2 separate regions of the Mus musculus genome follow, and region 2 is linked to region 1. The links are chromatin contacts, called in public ChIA-PET maps. All regions are on one chromosome and are shown on one strand. The core of a region is the stretch at or near the end of the contact, and the rest is flanking DNA. Distances in the headings are between cores, read along the strand shown.

Region 1 (7,279 bases), core at 1,948-4,447:
ACAAACAAACTCCCCTGATGACTGAGTCTGGCTTTGAGTTTCTGAGCTTCTTGTTTCCATCTCTACGTTGCTGGGCTTATAGGCGTGTGCCACTATGCCTCGATCTTTTGAGTGTGTTCATGTCAGTGTGTGTGTGTGTGCACGTGAAAGTCAGAGGACAACCTCTGGTGTCATTTGTTCCTCTGGTACCATCTGCCTCTTTTTTTTTTTTTTTTTTTTAAGACAAGGTTTCTCAACATCCTGGAACTCAACCTAACAGGCCAGACTGACTGGTTAGCCAAGAGTCCCAGGGATCCAGCTGTCTCTGACTGCTCAGTACAGGGATTATAAACACACCACGACACCTGGGTTTTTGTCTACTGTCTTCACTTTTTTTTTTTCTCTTAAATGACTGAAGGGAAGGAGCCCAAGATGTCACATTTCAGCTCCAGGGCTGGGTGTTTGCAGTGCCATTTGTGCAAAGGGGAGGACCAGAAGCAGCTCTTCCAGGAAAGAGGCTGTGAGCGTGGACTGCATGCATGAGTTTGAGCTGCCTAGTAGAGACAGCAAGTGGGAATGCCAAAGAAGCGGCTGGAGAAGTGAAAATCTGGGCTGTAGGAGAGAACACGAGACCCACAAATACGTGGCTCATCATCTAAAGAGCAAGGGACTAGAAGCAAGGTGAGGTAGCTCACACCTGTAATCCTAGCACTGGGAAAGCTGAGGCAGGAGGATTGCCATGATTTTTGAAACAAGTTTGGGCTATTGCGATGGTTTGTATATACTTGGCCCAAGGAGTGGCATTATTAGGAGGTGTGGCCTTGTTGGAGTGGGTGTGTCACTGTGGGTGTGGGCTTAAGACCATCACCCTAGCTGACTGGAAGTCAGTCTTCTACTAACAGCCTTCAGATGAAGATGTAGAACTCTCAGCTCTTCCTGCACCGTGCCTGCCTGGATGCTGCCATGCTCCCCCGCCTTCATAATAATGGACTGAACCTCTGAACCTGTAAGCCAGCCCCAATTAAATGTTGTCCTTTATAAGACTTGCCTTAACTGCAACCTTATAGGTGGAACAACAATATGAACTAAGCAGTACCCCGGAGCTCTTGTCTCTAGCTGCATATGTATCAAAAGATGGCCTAGTCGGCCATCACTGCAAAGAGAGGCCCATTGGACTTGCGAACTTTATATGCCCCAGTACAGGGGAACGCCAGGGCCAAAAAGGGGGAGTGGGTGGGTAGGGGAGTGGGTGTGGGTGGGTAGGGGGGACTTTTGATATAGCATTGGAAATGTAAATGAGCTAAATACCTAATAAAAAATGGAAAAAAAAAAGACTTGCCTTGGTCATAGTGTCTGCTCACAGCAGTAAAACCCTAACAAAGACAGCTATATAGCGCATTCTAGGCTAGCCTAGGCTATAGAGTAAGACCCTGTCTTCAAAATAAACACTTATAAATGCCCACGAGAGTAGATTTATTCAATAAGAGAGGTGACAGCTTTAATGAAACACCATGACCAAAAGCAACTTGGGGAGAAAAGAGTTTGTTTAACTTGTGCTTCCACATCACTGTTCATCTCTGAAGGAAGTCAGGCCAGGACTCACACAGGGCAGAAACCTAGAGGTAGGAGCTGATGCAGAAGCAGTGGAGGGATGCTGCTTCCAGGCTTGCTCCCCATGGCTTGCTCAGCCTGCTTTCTTATACAACCCAGGACCACCAGCCCAAGGATGGCTCCACCCATCATGGTCTGGGCCCTCCTCCATCAATGGCTAATTAAGCAAATGTCCTACAAGGCCTACCCACACAGCCCAGTCTAATGGAGGCATTTTCTCAATTGAGGCTCCCTCCTCTCATGAGTCCCTGTCTTGCCATCTACCTCTGTCCCCAGATAATGGTTTTAGTGGCAGAAACTATAGCTGTCACCCTGCATGGACCAGATATTTCACTGACAAGGAGCACACTGTGGCAGGATGTTTCATTGTTCCTTTGATGTCCTCCATCCTGTTGTGACTAGCATGTCTCCCTTTATAGATGACTCAGTGTTGCACTGAACTGGGAGGAAGCTGGCTACCTCTTCCAATGAACACATCCACCAAGTTAGAGGACCAACTCTGTTTTAGAGGACCCACTCTTTCTTTTTTGTTTGTTTGTTTGTTTTTCGAGACAGGGTTTCTCTGTGTAGCCCTGGCTGTCCTGGAACTCACTCTGCAGATCAGGCTGGCCTCGAACTCAGAAATCCACCTGCCTCTGCCTCCCAAGTGCTGGGACTAAAGGCGTGCGCCACCTGCCTGGTTTCCTCACTTTTTATTATGTGTATGGTTGAGCACACTTTTGTATATGCCACAATGCACATGTGGAAGACAAGTTGTAAATGTTGGCTCTCTCCTACCGTGTGGTCCAGGGACTCAAACTCCCTGACTTGGTGGCAAGCACTTTAACCCACTGAGCCATCTCATCAGCCCCTTGGGATTTTATCTACTTACTCACTGTGCTGATCAAATACACCCGGCACCCACATGTTCACACAGAGCTTTGAAATTCTTTCCTGAGTTGTATACCGTAAGGAATGATAGTCATAACAAAGACTTGATCACCGCGTGCGTTTTGTTATCTGATGTGGGCTTGTGCAGCACAGAGATTCTCACCCTGCACACTGCCCTTGCTGAGTCACCCGTTTTCACCCTGGCCTCGGCATTGTTCTGTTTTATTCTTTCCTGTATCTGAAGAGATGGGAAATGGACTCTGCGTTCTTTCCAGTTCAATGTTTTTTGTTTGTTAGGAAAATAAAACCTTTTCCTCCTCCAAAGCAGCTCCTTACATTTGCTTTCTTCTCCCAGCTTGTCCTTTGACCACTCCAGTCATCTTTTTAAAGAGCCAGAAAGTGTCTGAAACTTTGACTGTGACAACAGGTATCAGCCACTGGGGCGCTTGGATCCTCACCCTGCTGTTTCTGGCCAGGGATCTCGTTGTTTTAACTCAGCTGAATTCAAAGCATTTCAGCATGAGGATCTTTAACATAAACGAAGATTTGTTTTTATTTATGATTGTGTGTCTGTGTGTGTCCCAGTGCCCTTGAAGAGGGTGTTGGGTCCCCGGGGGTTGAAGTTATAGGTGGTTGGGAGCCACCGGATGTGGATGCCAGAAGCCCCGTTCAGGACCCCTGAAATTGCAAACAAGGAGCCATTCCCGCGGTCTCTCAGCACAAAGATCTTAAACCAACCCCCTTCTGCCTGTCACGTTTAAGCAAATGACTAGGTGGAAAAGATGGCGCAGTGACGAAGGATGCTCCTCCGGGGGGGGGGGGGGTGCGGGGGGTGCGGGCGGGGGCGGGGGGAGGGGCTTGTTTCAGCTTGCAGGTGGCTCAGCGTGTAGATCCTTGTTAGAGTCCCTGAATCAGGCCTGAATCACTCGTGTTTTCTGACTCACTTCTTACCTCCATGTGGTGAGGTCTTTAAGAACAAGGGTATTCTCCACCAGATGCACTGCTCCCCGTTTTCTGAGACAGGCTCTTACCATTTAGCCCAAGCTGGCCTCAAACTCTCAAACTTAAAATCCTCCTGCCTCAGCCTTCCCAGTGTGTAGATAGATCACAGGTGTGTGTCCCACCCCTGAGGTGCCCTGTTCATTCCTGCTTTTCTTTTCTTTCTTTTCTTCTCCTTCCACTTTCCCCCTCCCCTTCCCTTCCCTTTTTCTCTCCCTCCTGCCTTCTCTCCCTCTTCCCTCTCTTCTTCTCCTTTCTTTCACAGGTTCCATGGCACAAAAATGGGGGCGAGGGAGATCGGTTTCTTCTCCATCTTGTAGAGGTTAGATTTCTCTTGTTTCTGTTGCGCTGTGAATTCCGGGACAGCTGGTTCACAGCCTCTGGGCAGTTTTCCTGCCTTCATCTCCTATCTCTGTAGGGGGCTAAGCTTGTGTACCACAGCATGCAGTTTTTTCCCTGGGTTCTGAGATTTGAACCTGGGTCAACATGCTTGTGTGGTTAGCACATCTCAGCCCAGAGATTCACACTGGGTGCCATCTCTCCAACCTGTCCTTTTTTAGAGACAGGGTCTCACCACATAGCCCTGGCTGGCCTGGAACTCACTATGTTGACCAGGCAGGCCTCTAACGGTGATCTGCTTGTTTCTGCCTCCCAAGTGTTGGGATTAAGGGTGTGCACCACTGCCTGTCTGAGGTCTAGAGCTTAAGAGAGCTATTCCACTATTTTCCTATCTAAGACTTATTTCAAATCAGCCAGTAGGTTTCACCCAGTAGTTTTTTTGAATGCACCTATATCCTAGCACCCGAGTGGCTGCCACCTTAGCATGGGGTCCACTCGTCCTACCGCTCAGCACTCTTCTTCCCAATGTTGCTCTTACTTCTTTGTAACCCATTTTCTTTCTTTCTTTCTTTCTTTCTTTCTTTCTTTCTTTCTTTCTTTCTTTCTTTCTTTCTTTTTCTTTTTTTCTTTTTTTGGTTTTTTGAGACAGGGTTTCTCTGTGAAGCCCTGGCTGTCCTGGAGCTCACTCTATAGACTAGGCTGGCCTCGAACTCAAAAATCCGCCTGCCTCTGCCTCCCGAGTGCTGGGATTAAAGGCGTGCGCCACCACGCCCGGCTTGCTGTCACTTCTTTTTTTTTTTCTTTTTTTTTTTTAAAAGATTTATTTATTATTTATTATATGTAAGTACACTGTAGCTGTCTTCTGACATTCCAGAAGAGGGAGTCAGATCTCGTTACGGATGGTTGTGAGCCACCATGTGGTTGCTGTGATTTGAACTCTGGACCTTTGGAAGAGCAGTCGGGTGCTCTTACCTGCTGAGCCATCTCACCAACCCTTGCTGTCACTTCTAAGGGACACTAAATGCATGTGTACTGACTGATTGACTGTCAGGTGGGACAACAAAAGATCCCATCATTAGACAGGGATTTTTTTTTTTTGTGCTAGGGATGGAACCTGGGGTTTAACTCCTCAGCCACACCTCAGCCCTTGTTGATCAGATTTATGTAAACTTCTTTAAGTAGATTTATTGTTGTTGTTGCTGCTGTTGCTGTTGCTGCTGCTGCTGCTGGTGTGTGTGTGAGAATGCATTCACCTGGCCACAGAGGCCAGAAGATGGGATCAGTTCCCCTGGAGCTAAGTTATAGGCAGGGTTGAGCCATTTGCTCTGAGTGCTGGGACCCAACTCTGTCCCTGGAGAACAGCAAGTGCCCTTCTGAGCCATTTCTTGGCCTCTTGTATGTACTTTGGGTGGTCTGAGTCCCTGAGGATTTGAACCGCTGCATGCAGAAGCAAGCACTCTACCACTGAGCTACACTCCCAGCCCTCGTCGGTCAGGTTTTGAAAGGGTCATTCCGCAGATTTATCAATACCTGAGCCACATGTTTTGAAGTCGAGAGTCACTCACTTTCCAAATATATCCTATGAGCCCTGGGCCACGCAATGGAGAAAGCAGGAGGTCTCTGTTTAGCAAACTGAGCTGAAGTCATTGGGTACCCAGCTGGCTAGTCTGATAGAGGCATGTCACCTGGATCAGATCATGTGATCCTAAAGGCCTTTTCCTCTTCTACCTCCTCTCTCCTTTTTGCTCTCCTTTTCTTTTAAGGGGAGAGAAGATCTATATTTAGGGAGAAATATCCAGTGGATATGAAGGAACTAAAGATGCTAGAGTGGGTACTAACTGGATGCTACCGGTTCCTAGACAGAACCATCTGCTACAGTGGGTACTAACTGGATGTTACAGGTCTCTAGACAGAACCATCTGCTACAGTGGGTACTAGCTGGACGCTACCGGTCCCTAGACAGGACCATCTGCTACGAAAGCTAGGTCAGCATCTGAAAATAACTGCAAAGCAACTTCGGATGCCATTGTGGTTTCTTGAGAAAGATGGCAAGGGGAGACTTATATAAATTATTTATAAGAAACTTTTAAAAATGCCTATACTTACACCAGCAGTGGTGCACAACTTGAATCCCAGCATTCAGGAGGCAGGGGCAGGCAGAGCTCTGTGAGTCTGAGGTCAGCCTGATCTAGAGTTTCAGGACAGCCAGAGGTACACAGAAAAACCCTGCCTCGAAAAACCAAACAAAACAACAACAAAATCTTGTGCTTTGTTTCTTCTCTCCTCCTGTCTGCTAAGGGAAGTCTGTTCTTTCCTTTCCTTTCCTTTCCTTTCCTTTCCTTTCCTTTCCTTTCCTTTCCTTTCCTTTCCTTTCCTCTCCCCTTCTTTTCTTTCTTTTTCTCTCTCTTTCTCTCTTTCTCTCTCTCTTTCTTTCCTTCCTTCCTTCCTTCCTTCCTTCCTTCCTTCCTTCCTTCCTTCCTTCCTTTCTTTCTTTCTTTCTTTCTTTCTTTCTTTCTTTCTTTCTTTCTTTCTTTCTTTCTTTCTTTCTTTCTTTCTTTCTGACTCATATAACCCTTGCTGGCCTGGAACTCACGGAGATCCACCTGCCTCTGCTTCTCCAGTACTGGACACACACTGTTCTGCCTGAAAGGGATTCTATTTTTACCTTTCTCTTTTTAAATATTTTGTGTGTGTGTGTGTGTGTGTGCGTGCATGTGTGTGTGTGTGTGTGCGTGCATGTGTGTGTGTATAAGTTTATGGAGGGAGTTGGAACTGGAGTTACATGGGATGTGAGCTGTCATGTGGATGCTGGGACCTGATCCCTGGTCCTCTGTGAGAGCAGCAAGGACTTAACCACTGAGCCATCTGTCCACCCTAACTTGCTTGATTCTTTTTTTTTTTTTAAAAAACTTATTTATTATTATAGCTGTCTTCAGATACATCAGAAGAGGGCATCAGATCTCATTATGGGTGGTTGTGAGCCACCATGTGGTTGCTGGGATTTGAACTCAGGACCTTCGGAAGAGGAGTCAGCGCTCTTAACCCCTGAGCCATCTCTCCAGCCCCCTTGCTTGATTCTTAAATCATTTAACATCTGAAAGGAGCTTCACTTCACCTAATTTAATCGGCCAGAATGCTGCTTTTTTTAAAAAAAATTACTTTATTATTTTTATTTTATGTACACTGGTGTTTTTACTGCATATATGTCTGTGTGAGGGTGTCAAATCCCCTGGAGCTGGAGTTACAAACAGTTGTGAGCTGTCGTCCTGTGGTTGCTGGGAATTGAACCTGGGTCCTTTGGAAGAGCAGCAGTGCTCTTAAATGGTGAGCCATCAATTCAGTCCCTGGTCACAATGCTTTATATTCTGTTTTAAACTTGTTCTTTCTCTTGGTCCAAACTTCCTCCAACTCTGCCCTATTTCAGACCACCCTGAAATACCTTCTTCCTACCTTCTTCCCCTCTCTCTTCCTCTTTTCTCCT
Region 2 (7,279 bases), core at 2,725-5,224, 260 kb after region 1:
TCTAATATATTATCCGGCAACCATTCCTGGAAGGGAAACAGTGGCTGCACAGCAGTCCCTGCCATCGATAGGGAACCGTGAGAGTACCCCACCTCTCCTCTAGGGAAGAGACTCAAAAGTGCTCACTTCAGCTGGCTGGTCCCAGGGAGGGAGGTCGGCTCCATACTGCCAAGAGACGCCGTGGGTCTCTGTCAGCAGGTGTCTTCTGGGGGAAGTGTGCGCTGCCTTGGCACTTCTTACCAACCAGACTAGCCAGGAACCCAGCCTACAGCCCAGTGACAACTCATCTCTGGTGGTTTCCTCGTGGCTCCAGCCTGTTGAGGCCCCAGCTACATTACAAATGTGCTGGGCCACCTCCTCCCAACCCCAGGGTGTCCGTGCTTTGGAATGTACCCTCTCCCTCCACTTATGAGCTCCCACAGATGTGACAGATGCTCTACCATGGTGGCTAGACACCTTCCTTTCAGGCTGATGGCCCTTTGCCCGCCACTGCTCTGCATGTGGGTGTGGGTTGTCTGTCTTCTTTAACCCCCGATGGCCTCAAACTCAAGGCAACCTCTCTCTCCTCTCGGCTTTAGCTTCCTGGATGCTTTAATTACAGGTTTACCTCTGAGGTACTACTTGATGACTTTAAAAACAACAACAAACTATAATCGCACCAGATAGGCCTGGCTGATGTGGAACTTGATCAGTAGACTGAGTTGACCTCTCAGCTCAGAGAAGTTCTCTTGTCTCTGCAACCCTAGTGCATTCCCGAGCCCTGCTTGCTTTAAAATAATGTATTATTGCTGGTGGTGGTACACACCTTTAATCCTAGCACTTGGGAGGCAGAGGCTGGAGGATCTCTGAGTTCAAGGCCAGCCTGGTCTACGGAGTGAGTTCCAGGACAGCCAGGGCTACACAGAGAAACCCTGTCTCGAAAAACCAGTGTGTGTGTGTGTGTATGTGTGTGTGTGTGTGTGTGTGTGTGTGTATGTGTGTGTGTGTGTGTGTGTGTGTGTGTGTGTGTGTGTGTATGTGTGTTTGGGTCAGAGGACAACTTTCAGGAGTCAGTTCTCTCCTTCTACCATGTGGAGTCCAGAGATCAGGCTTGTGCTGTGAGCGCATAATCCACGGCACTGCGTTACCAGTTCCTGCGCCCGCTACCTCTTGACCAGTTGTGTGCTGTGAGGGTGCACATGAGACTGTGAGATTGTCCCTTTCCAAAACACCTTAGGAAATCGGGGCATTAGCTTCTTTTTGTGCTTCTCTGGCTTTTGGAATGCTTTCTCTCTGGAGCTGGCTCGTCAGCCTTGAGCACAGGGTGGAAGGCATGGTCTTCCTTGCCTGCCACCCAGCCTTGATGGGCGTGCCTTGTGTGCACATGCATTAGCCAATCAGTAGAGGCTGTGGCGTGTTTACCTTGCATCTAAACATGGCTCTGCCACTCAACAAGGAGTCCTTCTGAGAAAGCTGACAATGCTATTTTCTTACACCTCTTACACATGGGTTTTTGTTTTAGATTGATTGATTTATTATGCATGCATACCTGAAGGCCAGAAGGGGGCACCAGATCTCATTACACATGGTTGTGAGCCACCGTGTTGGTGCTGAGAATTGAACTCAAGTCCTCTGGAAGAGCAGCGAGTGCTCTTAACCTCTGAGCCATCTCTCTAACCCCCTGCACACACAGTTTTATGCACTCACCAGGAGGAAAGAGTTCAGCAGCTGCATGCTCCCTAGCATCTCCAGGAGCCAGTGATGGATCTGGGGCCAGGCTGAACACTGGTGGTCCCCCTTAAGTACTGTCCCTGCCTCCAGGACCCATTGGACCTATGAAGAAGGTGCTCGTGGACAACCCCAAGAACCGGATGCTGCTCATTGAGAATCTGCGAGAATCCCAGCCATACCGATACACGGTTAAGGCGCGCAATGGGGCAGGATGGGGACCCGAGAGAGAGGCTATCATCAACCTGGCTACACAGCCCAAGCGGCCCATGTCCAGTGAGTGACAGGCAAGGGTGGAGTTTGGGGACAAGAGGCCATGGCTAGGGTCCTGGCTTACTTCTTTCTGCCCTGCAGTCCCTATCATCCCAGACATCCCCATAGTGGACGCCCAGGGTGGAGAAGACTACGAAAACTTCCTTATGTACAGTGATGACGTCCTGCGGTCCCCAGCCAGCAGCCAGAGGCCCAGCGTTTCTGATGACACTGGTGAGTGAGAACCCACCAGAGAAAGGTGGGGGTCCCTGGCGGGGCTGTCCCTGGTACCCAGAGAGATCAAACAAGCCAGCGACTGCTGGCATGGAGACTAAGAACAAAAGTGCCTTCTCATGGTTCTGAAGGGACAAAACTGCTGAAGGCTACATGTCAATATGTGTGTGCCTGTGTATGTGAGCGTATGGACGTCCACTTCGGGACTCTGACATTCCCGGGCTGGAGCATGTACACACAGGACAGCTTTACAACCTCCTGAAGGTTCACCTGCTGTGCTAGGTCAGGAAGGACACTCAGGCCACCTCCCAGAGGTGACTTTAGCCTTGATAGAGAAAGGAGGGGGAGCCAATAAGGTAGACACCCCCCCCCAACCCCGCTCTCTTCATTTTCCCTTGATTTCTCACACAATGTGGTACAAAAAGAGCCCTTAGCTGGGACTCCTCCTACTCCAGGGTTTGAGCTGGCTGTGCTGTTAGATGACTCTGAGTCTCTCATCCATCTCAGAACTAACTGGCCTTCAATTCTGTGAAATGAGATACAAACCACACAATGCCATCGGGAAGAAAGAAGTCCCTTTCTGAGTCTAAGGCCGGGGTGGGCACAGTCAGTCGTGAGCAGAGCTTGGCATGCTAAGTTGCTTTTTTTTTCTTCTTCTTCTTCTTCTTTTTTTCTTTTTCTGGTGTTGGGAAGGGTTTGAGGCAGGGTCTTGCTAGATTAAAACCCTGGCTGACCTTGAAGTTCTTACCTGTAAACCAGACTGCCCACAAATCTACAGCTAGTATCTAAACTACAGTTTTAAGAACCAGGAACCTCTGCTAAGATACTACTAGCACCCTAGGGCTTCTACGGCTATTCCAGGAAAACAGACAGGGGTGAGATTACTTTCCTTTGTACAGAAAGGAAACAGGCTCAGAGCTGATAAATAACCAAGGAAACTTCACGCTGGGAGGCAACGTAAGGCTTTCCCATGACTCCCGCAGCAGACCGGCCTTTGTGTCTCAGTAGAGGCCAAACCCAGTTTATCTGGAATGGCTGGAGCAGGCCAAGGGTTTTTCTTGTCATCTAAAGGGATACCCATACCCCTGGACGCCGCGTAAGTGCCGCAGGCCACCTCCTCCTCCTGACCCTCCCCGGCGGTGCCAACGCGGCCCTTCGTTGTTCCCAAGGCTGCGGCTGGAAGTTCGAGCCTCTGCTCGGGGAGGAGCTGGACCTGCGGCGCGTCACGTGGCGGCTACCCCCGGAACTCATCCCGCGCCTGTCCGCCAGCAGCGGGCGCTCTGACGAAGACGGCAGCGTTGCGGGGGGCGTGGAAGGGGAGGGCAGCGGCTGGATCCGCGGGGCTACGCCCCGACCCCCGGGAGGTGACCGCCTCCCCAGCCGCGCCCGCCTCTGGGGCCCTAGGCTCAATTGAGTTGGCTCACAATTTTGGTCACGCGGCCCACTAGAGTGCCCTGCCCGCCCAGAGTCTGTATAACTGCATTCAGACAAGCCCGGGAACTCAAGGGCGCCATGGGGAAGCGCTTGGGCTCTCCCCAACGGAGGATAAGGGCAGAGCTTCCAAGAAGCCAGAGTCCCTGCAGGGGAGTGAGCCCTAGCTGGGCTAAGTGCTCGGGTGGAGGACAGCATGGCGCAAGGAGACAGAACTGAAAGATTCGTGTGGTCTCCTGTTTGCCTGCGGGAACCCAGGGTCTTGGTAGTTTAAGGCTGCCCTGTGCAACCCCGGGGCCACCTCCTGCCCCATGTGGCCTGTCATCTGCTGTGGGCCTCACTGAATGACCTCTCTCCCCACGCAGAGCACCTGGTGAATGGCCGGATGGACTTTGCCTATCCAGGCAGCGCCAACTCCCTGCACAGAATGACTGCAGCCAATGTGGCCTATGGCACGCATCTGAGCCCACACCTGTCCCACCGAGTGCTGAGCACGTCCTCCACCCTTACCCGGGACTACCACTCTCTGACACGCACAGAGCACTCCCACTCAGGCACACTTCCCAGGGACTACTCCACCCTCACTTCCCTTTCCTCCCAAGGTGAGTGACCCCTGCCTGGCCCGTTGACCTTCCTACACTTTAATCCCTAGACAGCCACCAGCCAGTTACCCATACCTGTCTCACATACACACACACACACATTCTCATTCTTGTCTTGTCCTGCCCTAGGCCTCCCTCCTATCTGGGAAGATGGGAGGAGCAGGCTTCCGCTGTCCTGGACTCTTGGGTCCTTGAGCCGGGCTCACATGAAGGGTGTGCCCGCATCCAGGGGTTCACCAGACTCTATAATCCTGGCCGGGCAGTCAGCAGCACCCTCCTGGGGTACAGGTAGTACAGGGGGTGGTCACCATGGATCCATGGCTGTCACGCTCCATTTGTCACCCAGCTACCATCACAGCCTGTGCCTGTGCACTCCCTCACTGCTTCATCGCATACAGAACTCCAGTTCACCCACAGGAGCTAACCACTGCCCTGCCTGCCCACCCCCATCAGTGCTGAAGCCTAACACATCTGCCCTCCTGGGGTATAAAGCAAAAGAGCTGGGCAAGGCGCAGGGCCAGTTGTAGAGGGGATGGACTGAGGAGACTAGCAGACTCAAGGGGAAGTGTAGAGCAGCCTGGACAGGTTAATGTGAAGCCATAATATGACTGGAGAGGCAAGCACGGGGTAGACTGTAGCTCATCTCAGACCACAAACCCGGTCTTGGACTAACCGTGGCCTTCAATAATCCAGATTCCCGTGGGGCTGTGGGTGTGCCTGACACACCCACTCGGCTGGTGTTCTCTGCCCTGGGGCCCACGTCTTTGAAGGTGAGCTGGCAGGAGCCACAGTGTGATCGGATGCTGCTGGGCTACAGTGTGGAATACCAGCTACTAAACGGCGGTGAGGCATAGTGACTGTTGGCTGTCATGTCTTGTCTCAGTTGGGCCAGGACCCCTCCAAATCAGTTGCGGCTTCATCCACTCCCCTGGGCCTTTACTATCCATTTCTTAAACGAGGTTTTACTTAATGGGGCTTTGTAGACCTAGGGCCTCTGCTAACTGGAATAGCCTTGTAAGAACAGGGAAACGGCAGAAGAGGGCAGGCTTTGCCCGGAACCCCCCAGTGGGACTTCTTACATGTTAAGTAAAGGCTCTACCAGCAACCCACCATAGTACACTGTACCAAACCTGAGGTGTTGATGGCGGCCGAACAGGAGGGAGGGATAAGAAGGGCGAGAGTTAAGGTGGTCTGTTTCCTATCCTCACTCCACCTCAGGCGAGATGCATCGGCTCAACATCCCTAACCCTGGCCAAACCTCGGTGGTGGTAGAGGATCTCCTGCCTAACCACTCCTATGTGTTCCGGGTACGGGCCCAGAGCCAGGAGGGCTGGGGCCGAGAGCGAGAGGGTGTCATCACCATCGAGTCCCAGGTGCACCCGCAGAGCCCTCTCTGCCCCCTGCCAGGTGAGCCAGTCTGCCCCCTGCTGCTGCCCCACTCCCCATCCACCAACGACCCGTCCACTGACACTCTCCCTCTGCTGCCTCCAGGCTCAGCCTTCACTCTGAGCACCCCCAGCGCCCCGGGACCGCTGGTGTTCACTGCCCTAAGCCCAGACTCCCTGCAGCTCAGCTGGGAGCGGCCGAGGAGGCCCAATGGAGATATCCTTGGCTACCTGGTGACCTGTGAGATGGCCCAAGGAGGAGGTGCCAGCTGCCCTGGAGATAAGGTGGTTGTGGGGGGTGGGTGGGAGGGAGGCACCACAGGATCTGAAGGCGTCTTCCCTATGCAGCACCAGCCAGGACCTTCCGGGTGGACGGAGACAACCCTGAGAGCCGGTTGACTGTACCTGGCCTCAGTGAGAACGTTCCTTACAAGTTCAAGGTTCAGGCCAGGACGACCGAGGGCTTCGGGCCAGAGCGTGAGGGTATCATCACCATCGAGTCTCAGGTTGGAGGTGCGCTGTCCCCAGTCCTTACCCCGGTCTCTCTGGAGCATAACACCTTTGCATAACACCATCCTGACTGACGGATCTGCCTGTTCCAGGCCCCTTCCCACAGCTGGGCAGCCATTCTGGGCTCTTCCAGAACCCAGTGCAAAGCGAGTTCAGCAGCGTGACCAGCACGCACAGCACCACGACTGAGCCCTTCCTCATGGGTGAGTCACCAAGCCAGGGGACCCCGACTCCTGGGAACGGCCAGTGCAGAGGAGCTGGGACCTGTACTCCACCCTTCTCATCCCTTCCCTTGCAGATGGTCTAACCCTGGGGACCCAGCGCCTGGAAGCAGGAGGCTCCCTCACCCGGCATGTGACCCAGGAATTCGTGACCCGGACCTTAACGGCCAGTGGCTCTCTCAGCACTCATATGGACCAACAGTTCTTCCAAACCTGAACCTCCCCCGCGCCCCAGCCACCTGGGCCCCTCCTTGCCTCCTCTCCTAGCGCCTTCTTCCTCTGCTGCTCTACCCACGAGCTTGCTGACCACAGAGCCAGCCCCTGTAGTCAGAGAGCAGGGGTAGGTGCTGTCCAGGAACCATAAAGTGGGTAGAGGTGATACAAGGTCTTTCTGACTGCATCCCACCCTGGGTCCAATCCCACATGTAACCAAAAAAAAAAAAAAAAAAACCAAAAAACAAAAAACTGGAGCTGGCACAAGTCCCCAGCCTTTTGTTCTGCACTTAATAAAAGGTTTTGCTACTGCTTAGCCACTCTGTCCGTTCTTCACAGGCCTGCAGTAGGAACACTGACTCCCATAATCCCCATTCTTTGCCCCCAGAGCATGTTACCCACCTCTGGAGGCAGGTGGCTACCGCCATTAAGAGGCACACGTTTATTAAGCACCCAGATAGAGAAGGAGGATGCCCGAGGCAGAGCTGCGGCACACACCTGCTGCCTCCGCCTCATGCCTGTGCGTCCATCGGTCTCAGGGACACCTCACAAGCTCAGCACCTGGGCTCCATCGGCAGCTTGAGAGAGGTAGAAGGTGGCTGTCCCACTGTACTGCTCCTATGGGAGACGTGATGCTAAGGAATGGTGGCCTGGGTGACCTCTCCTGGCCCCCCCCCCCATCCCGGGCTCTGGCAAACACACCCACCTGTATATGATCTATGAC

What was found. ChIA-PET counts read pairs in DNA pulled down with a chosen protein or histone mark.
Region 2: an RNA polymerase II ChIA-PET map of memory CD8 T cells shows a contact between it and region 1, with 5 read pairs. The contact joins two enhancer-like sites. A contact is called at or near these places in 1 of 39 promoter capture datasets (liver), 7 of 484 Hi-C or Micro-C datasets (the THB-7 cell line, centroblasts, embryonic stem cells and 3 more), 2 of 115 datasets of contacts at active chromatin or transcription factors (memory CD8 T cells and pancreatic cancer cells) and 3 of 9 other capture datasets (embryonic stem cells, liver and pancreatic islet).

The regions. Positions count from the first base shown.
Region 1 is chr11:115,744,329-115,751,607 of GRCm38.p6, forward strand. No RefSeq gene overlaps it. Among named protein-coding and RNA genes, the nearest start is that of Tmem94, 17 kb to the right of the region's middle. Within about 2 kb of position 3,198, at least 57 of the 459 cell types and tissues checked have an H3K27ac peak or open chromatin away from gene starts, as enhancers often do. A contact at or near this core is called in memory CD8 T cells, where this site is marked.
Region 2 is chr11:116,001,542-116,008,820 of GRCm38.p6, forward strand. Itgb4 (integrin beta 4) reads left to right here. Exons shown (of 40, transcript NM_001005608.2): 31 at 1,801-1,983; 32 at 2,062-2,193; 33 at 3,990-4,226; 34 at 4,356-4,514; 35 at 4,920-5,069; 36 at 5,445-5,633; 37 at 5,718-5,873; 38 at 5,960-6,124; 39 at 6,214-6,324; 40 at 6,420-6,870. The coding sequence ends at 6,559. It overlaps Galk1 (galactokinase 1), which reads right to left. Exons shown (of 8, transcript NM_016905.2): 7 at 7,262-7,279; 8 at 6,816-7,173. The coding sequence ends at 7,102. Among named protein-coding and RNA genes, the nearest start is that of Galk1, 7.5 kb to the right of the region's middle. Within about 2 kb of position 3,975, at least 186 of the 459 cell types and tissues checked have an H3K27ac peak or open chromatin away from gene starts, as enhancers often do. A contact at or near this core is called in memory CD8 T cells, where this site is marked.